2 separate regions of the Anas platyrhynchos genome follow, and region 1 is linked to region 2. The links are chromatin contacts, called in public Hi-C maps. All regions are on one chromosome and are shown on one strand. The core of a region is the stretch at or near the end of the contact, and the rest is flanking DNA. Distances in the headings are between cores, read along the strand shown.

Region 1 (2,700 bases), core at 49-2,548, 150 kb after region 2:
GAGCACACCCAAAAATCTGACCAAGGTACCAGGGAAACCTCCAATGCAGGTGGCTGCCAACTTTACACCATTTGCTCAGAGAGGTTGTGGGGTCTCCTTCTCTGGAGATATCCAAACCCCACCTGGATGCCATCGTGAAAAATGTGTTAGGTGACCCTGCTCAGCAGGAGGGTTGGACCAGATGATCTCCAGGGGTCCCTGCCAACCTCGGCCACTCTGTGACTGTGTGACTGTGTGATTTACACCATTGTGGGCGACACGGGTGGTAGGGGGATGGTTGGGTCTTGGAGGTCATTTCCAACTTTACTGATTCTATGATTCTACTATTCCTCAGCGCCGAGGAGCAGACAGGAGGAGCTTTCCCACACCGGGAAGTGAAGCGGGGCGAGGAGTCACCCCTGACTTTCCCCATGGTGTCTGGACCGTCCCCATTGCGGCCTCCGCGCCCTTTGTGGGCCCTGAGGAGGCGGCGGGGCTGAGCGGCGGGCCTCCTGTCACGGCCCTGCCTCTCCTCTCACTTCAACAGTGCCACCTAGTGCCTCTTTTCGGTCATTTCAAGGGAAAATGGGGGGCTGCAGGGTTTTGAGGGAGGGCTACGAGAGAAGGAGCCCATCCGGATGAGTGCAAGCCGGCACAGCCGCGGGTGGGCTGGAGCCTGCGCTGCCCCTGCCCGGCCCCGGTTAACTGTGAGCAGGCAACAGAGCACCCAGAGAAAAGTGTTGGTGAAAAAAAACAAGAAAAGAAAAGAAAAACGACACGTTTTCCCACTTCTTGAATCGCCTAACGTGTTTCCGGGCTGGTTTTAACAAAAATGGCACGGGGGGTTAATGCCAGAGTTGGGGGGGGGGGGGGGGGGCTTCCTCAGGTTGTACTCCAGCAAATGCTTCCGAGACTGAATGGGTAAAGCAGAATTGGAAACTGCAAAGTTCATCCATTCATAGAGGCAATTCCCTTATTAATAAAAACCAGCAGCAGCTGAAGCTGTCCCAGCCGAATAGTGGCTGTGGGAGGGACAAGTCCCAGACCCCGAGCCCAGAGATGGAGAGGGGGGTGGGGGGGCTTCCCCAAAACTGCGGGGGCACGAAGAGGAAATCAGGTGGTGGCAACGTGTGTGCATTGCGTTTCTTTGCAGAATTGGCGACTTAGCTAGCTGAATTCCAGCCGCTGAATTGGTCCTTGGCTGCTGAGATCATTTCAATGGGCAGGGTTGGCTTTTTTTTTTTTTTTTTTTTTTTTTCCTCCTTACAGGAGTTCCCTCCCTCCTTCCCATCCTCCGCCTATTAAACAACTCAAGTCTCACTTGTTAAAAAGACCCCATAACGTGGAGGAGGCAGAAAAGCAGCAGCAGCAGCAGGAAAGAAAAAGACGTCTGGATAACATTACCCGTTTGCTGCTGCTGAGAAACCTCATTGAAACAGTTACTCGGTCAGCAAGGCATCACCAAAGAGACTTTATCTGATGCTCTACATCTCAAACTTTCTGCCGCTGCCTTGCAACTTCTCCAGGCTCCTGGCTAGCCGGGTTTGAAATACGATCTTCAGCTTCGACCACGAGAAACTAACTCCTAATTTATTATTTCTTTTTTTTTTTAATTATTATTATTTGAAAAAAAAAAAAAGAAATCCCACAACTTTGAACTAGAAACTGAAGCAGAAAAAGACAAATACGTTGTAATAGGGAAAACACGTGGGAGAAAATGAGCAGGACTGAATAGCCTTAAATGATTATTTTTTATTATTTTCCTTTTTAATTATTTTTTATTCCTGAGCGTCTGAATAAGTCCCTGAAAAGTGCGATTTGATCTTTTTACCTCAAACTTGGAAACTGTTCAGCGGGAGCAACGGTACGTGAGACCACACAGCTGGCTGGAGCTCCTCTATGACCAAAGGACAGAAGGACAAACAAGGTGGGTGATTTACGAGCTTTACGAGCCCCCATTTCTGTCATCTCGGCAGCAGAAGACCCTCTCCTCCCATCCCCAAGGGAGGAAGGCTGAACAGAGCCCCAGAACAGGAGCGGGGCTGGGGAAGGATCTCACCGTGCCTAGGCTACACCTATTTCAGCAATGAATAGGGCTGCAGGGATGAATGAGGTTTTCAGCTTCGACCCCCCCTCCGCATAATCCCTTTAAGATATTGCTGAGCGATACGATTTGGAAAATAACGATGATAATAATGAAGCAACAGGTTCGGAAGCCGTTCCCCAGCCCAGGTCGGCTTCTCCCCTGCCTGCAGAGGAGAGGGAGGGATGGGACGGCAGGCAGGAAAGCGAGGGGAGGCCGGGGGGAGGCGGGCTAAACCCCGCCTGGGAGCCGGAGCGGAGGGAGGGGGGAACAAACGCGATCAAGATGTCTCAGCGCGGAGCCCCCGGGGGAAGCAGGGGGGGCTGCAGCCTGCCCCCAGACCTCCCGACCCCTCCGCGCAACCCTAATTGCGGGGAACCTGGGCTGGGGTGGGGGTCGCCCCCCCGGGATGCTGCGGGGGGAGGCAGCCCCGGAGCAATATTACGGCCCCTTCCCCGCCTGGCGGGCATCTGCGGGTGCGGAGCGGAGCCCGCGACCCCTCCTTTATTTCCTCTCCTCCCCCTATTTGCCCCCCCCCCCCCCGCCCCAATCTTCACGCCCCCCTTCTCGCCCCCTCCCTCCCCCACGTGGCAAAGCGGGGGATCCCCCCCGACGCCCCGCCCACCCCTTGTGACGCA
Region 2 (2,720 bases), core at 83-2,582:
AAAAGATGGGTATTGAAGTTTCAACCTCATGGTCTGGAATCACCAGACCTAATGCCAGTTTCTAATGCTCAGAGTCCAAGTGGACTCCCACTGCTGTGGGAGCGAGAAATGCACCTTGAAGTTTTCAATCTGTTGAAGAGCTCAACTTTGATGTAGAATTAAAATATATTCTGTGTCCCATTTCTCTCCTGCGAGAAGAGGGGCTGTGCCACCAGCTGGGGGAGCACCTGTAGCAGTCGCACTGGATTTCCCTGGTCCATATGGCCATAACTGACCTTCACTCCACAGCAGTAGCTGACGTGTCTGGGAAAAGAGGTAGCTAAATTCCCCTCTCCAGTTCCCAGACAGCTGGTGATGAATTGTCCCTTTTAAACTTCAAAATTTGAGTGCTTCTTCTGTTATACAAAATCCAGGGCCGTTAACCTTATTTTGCACAGTGTAATGCAGCACCAACCACCATGGGGAGTTAAAAAAGAAAGACTTCTAGAGATATCCTGTGATTCAGACTCTTCCTATAATGGGTCCAACCTTTCTTTCCAAGCTGGAATTGTTTCAGGCTGAGGTTTACGAGACCTGATGCAGGAAACTCTTCAGCTTCAGAAGAACCTTGTCAAACCTTATTAGAAAGTAACAGATGAGTTTTGAAGTCATTTCCATTTGTTTGAACAGTTGGTGAGGTGAATCCTCGCCCTTTTGGAAAAATAAATGAATAAATAAATAAAAGTAAAAAGCGCAGTTTCAGTGCTCTGTTTTTTTCAAATAATTTTGCAGATATTAAATCATTTACCACATGGTTTTAGAGAGTAGATAAGTTAAGCCACTTTCACAAATGTGGACGGAGAACAAAGACTGAGCACAGTTTATCCTTGGCATGCTATTAAAGAGGAATTTCAAGAAGAAAAGAAAAGAAACTCTGAATGGGTCTCCAGCTCCACAAGTTATATGCACAAACTACTATTAGCTCATGAATGTGTGAAACATTCTAGGCTAAATCTTACAGCATCTGACTGACTGCAATAGTTTGGAGAACAGTTTAATGCTATCTCTACCATATACAGGTCTGCAATTTCGTCTGCTACCTTAGGCAACCATTGGCTAAAGCACTAAACTATGAAATTAACCTTTTTCACATGAAATTCCAACACTGCTGGATCATCCAGGAGTCATCATTTGCTGCTGGAGGAAATGCTGTCACTTAACGGGCAGGCATAAAAAAGTGATGAATCAAGAAGAGGGTTTTTCCCTTTCCTGGAAGACTTCTCTGGCTTCATCTCTGCCTGTTGATCGCAGCCACTCAGTGCTGCCAGAAAACCACAGAAAGGCAGTAGAGTCATACAAAACTCATCATTTTTGTGAGATCATAGTGTCTATCCTTAAATGGCCAAACTAAGTAGGAATCATCCCAAACCACCAGAATCGCTTTTGTATTGCTCATTGGAAGGCTCACAGCATTCATCCCTCAGAGAATCCATACATACCCAGATGATATATAACCTAGATACATGGCACAAGCTTTTTAGAATTTGTCTTACACAGAGAAGTTTTCAGATATAACATTTTTTTCTTTGTAATTTTCACATTTTGTTACTGAAATTGAAAATATGTTCCCTGTGTAGCAATAAATCATTTTTCAAAGAATTTCAAGTATCTTTTACCTAGCAAAAACCTTACATACCTTTGCATAGATAAGTTCTCCTATAGCTATGTTGCATGATTAAAGAAAGTTAATATGATGAATATTGCATATATAAGAAAAGTACAGGTATTTTAAAAGTAGGACAACTTTCAAAGTGCTATGCAACACAGAAGGAAGTGTGTAATATAGGCAGAGTTGCAGAGCCCCTGTTATATTTCAGAAGTCTGGACCACTTTTGTCCTTTTTATGTACATCATCTCATGATTGAATAATACCAGTCACAGAAAGAACTAAAGCCAATGGAAAAGTAGTCTTGGACTTGAAGTGCAAAAGTTTGTGTTTTGTTCCCAGGTTAACCTGTTAGATGATAAAATTGGCATGCTGTCTTACATCAAGGTCCTCATTAAACTTGTGCCCTGATTGCTTGACCCATGTTATTTTCTTCTGCATCAGTCAGGTACAAATGTCAATCCAATATTTCACATGACCACACAACAGCAAAACTTCCAATTGCACATCTTGTTCAGGAACTGCAGGACCAAATGCCCAAACTCAGAAATTGCTGTGACATTGCCACTATTATCTCCTTGCTTCAGTATGATATTACATCCCAGCAAAAAGTACTGGGCTTTAGCTATAAATAACTGCATTGACTCATGTTTCTTGCTGGCCGTAGGCATTGTAATGATGTATCTCACTTTCTACCTGACTTGTGTGTGTTAATACATAAAGATTGACTCAGTCAGTAAACCATGTGTGGAATCCACAGCCACACCACAGGCTCAGAAATACACTCAAGCCACCTGTGAAGGATATCTTTAGAGGAAGAAGGGCGGAGGTGGTTTTTGGCACAAACCCAGAATGCATCCATTCAACTAACATTTGGCTTACTGGATTTTGCTGTATAACTATGTTAAGCTTTTCTGTAATGCTTTGTAATTTCTAGCCCCTTTCAGGGAAGACCATGTGTTGTGTGCCCTGTCTTCACCTTTAGCAGCAGTCTCGCTTGGGCAGTGTATCAAGGCCAAGCCAACCTTCTTCGAGATCAAGTAAACTTCATGAAGGCCTAACTGGCAACTAATCC

What was found. A called contact is a pair of places that touch in the nucleus more often than the background predicts.
Region 1: a Hi-C map of skeletal muscle shows a contact between it and region 2, with 2.5 times the contacts expected there. The contact joins the promoter of HAS2 here to the enhancer-like site in region 2. A contact is called at or near these places in 2 of 8 Hi-C or Micro-C datasets (skeletal muscle and subcutaneous adipose tissue).

Annotation. Positions count from the first base shown.
Region 1 is chr2:12,716,932-12,719,631 of IASCAAS_PekinDuck_T2T, forward strand. It overlaps HAS2 (hyaluronan synthase 2), which reads left to right and starts at 1,299. Exons shown (of 4, transcript XM_005019040.6): 1 at 1,299-1,906.
Region 2 is chr2:12,563,874-12,566,593 of IASCAAS_PekinDuck_T2T, forward strand. No RefSeq gene overlaps it. Among named protein-coding and RNA genes, the nearest start is that of HAS2, 150 kb to the right of the region's middle. Within about 2 kb of position 1,333, at least 2 of the 8 cell types and tissues checked have an H3K27ac peak or open chromatin away from gene starts, as enhancers often do.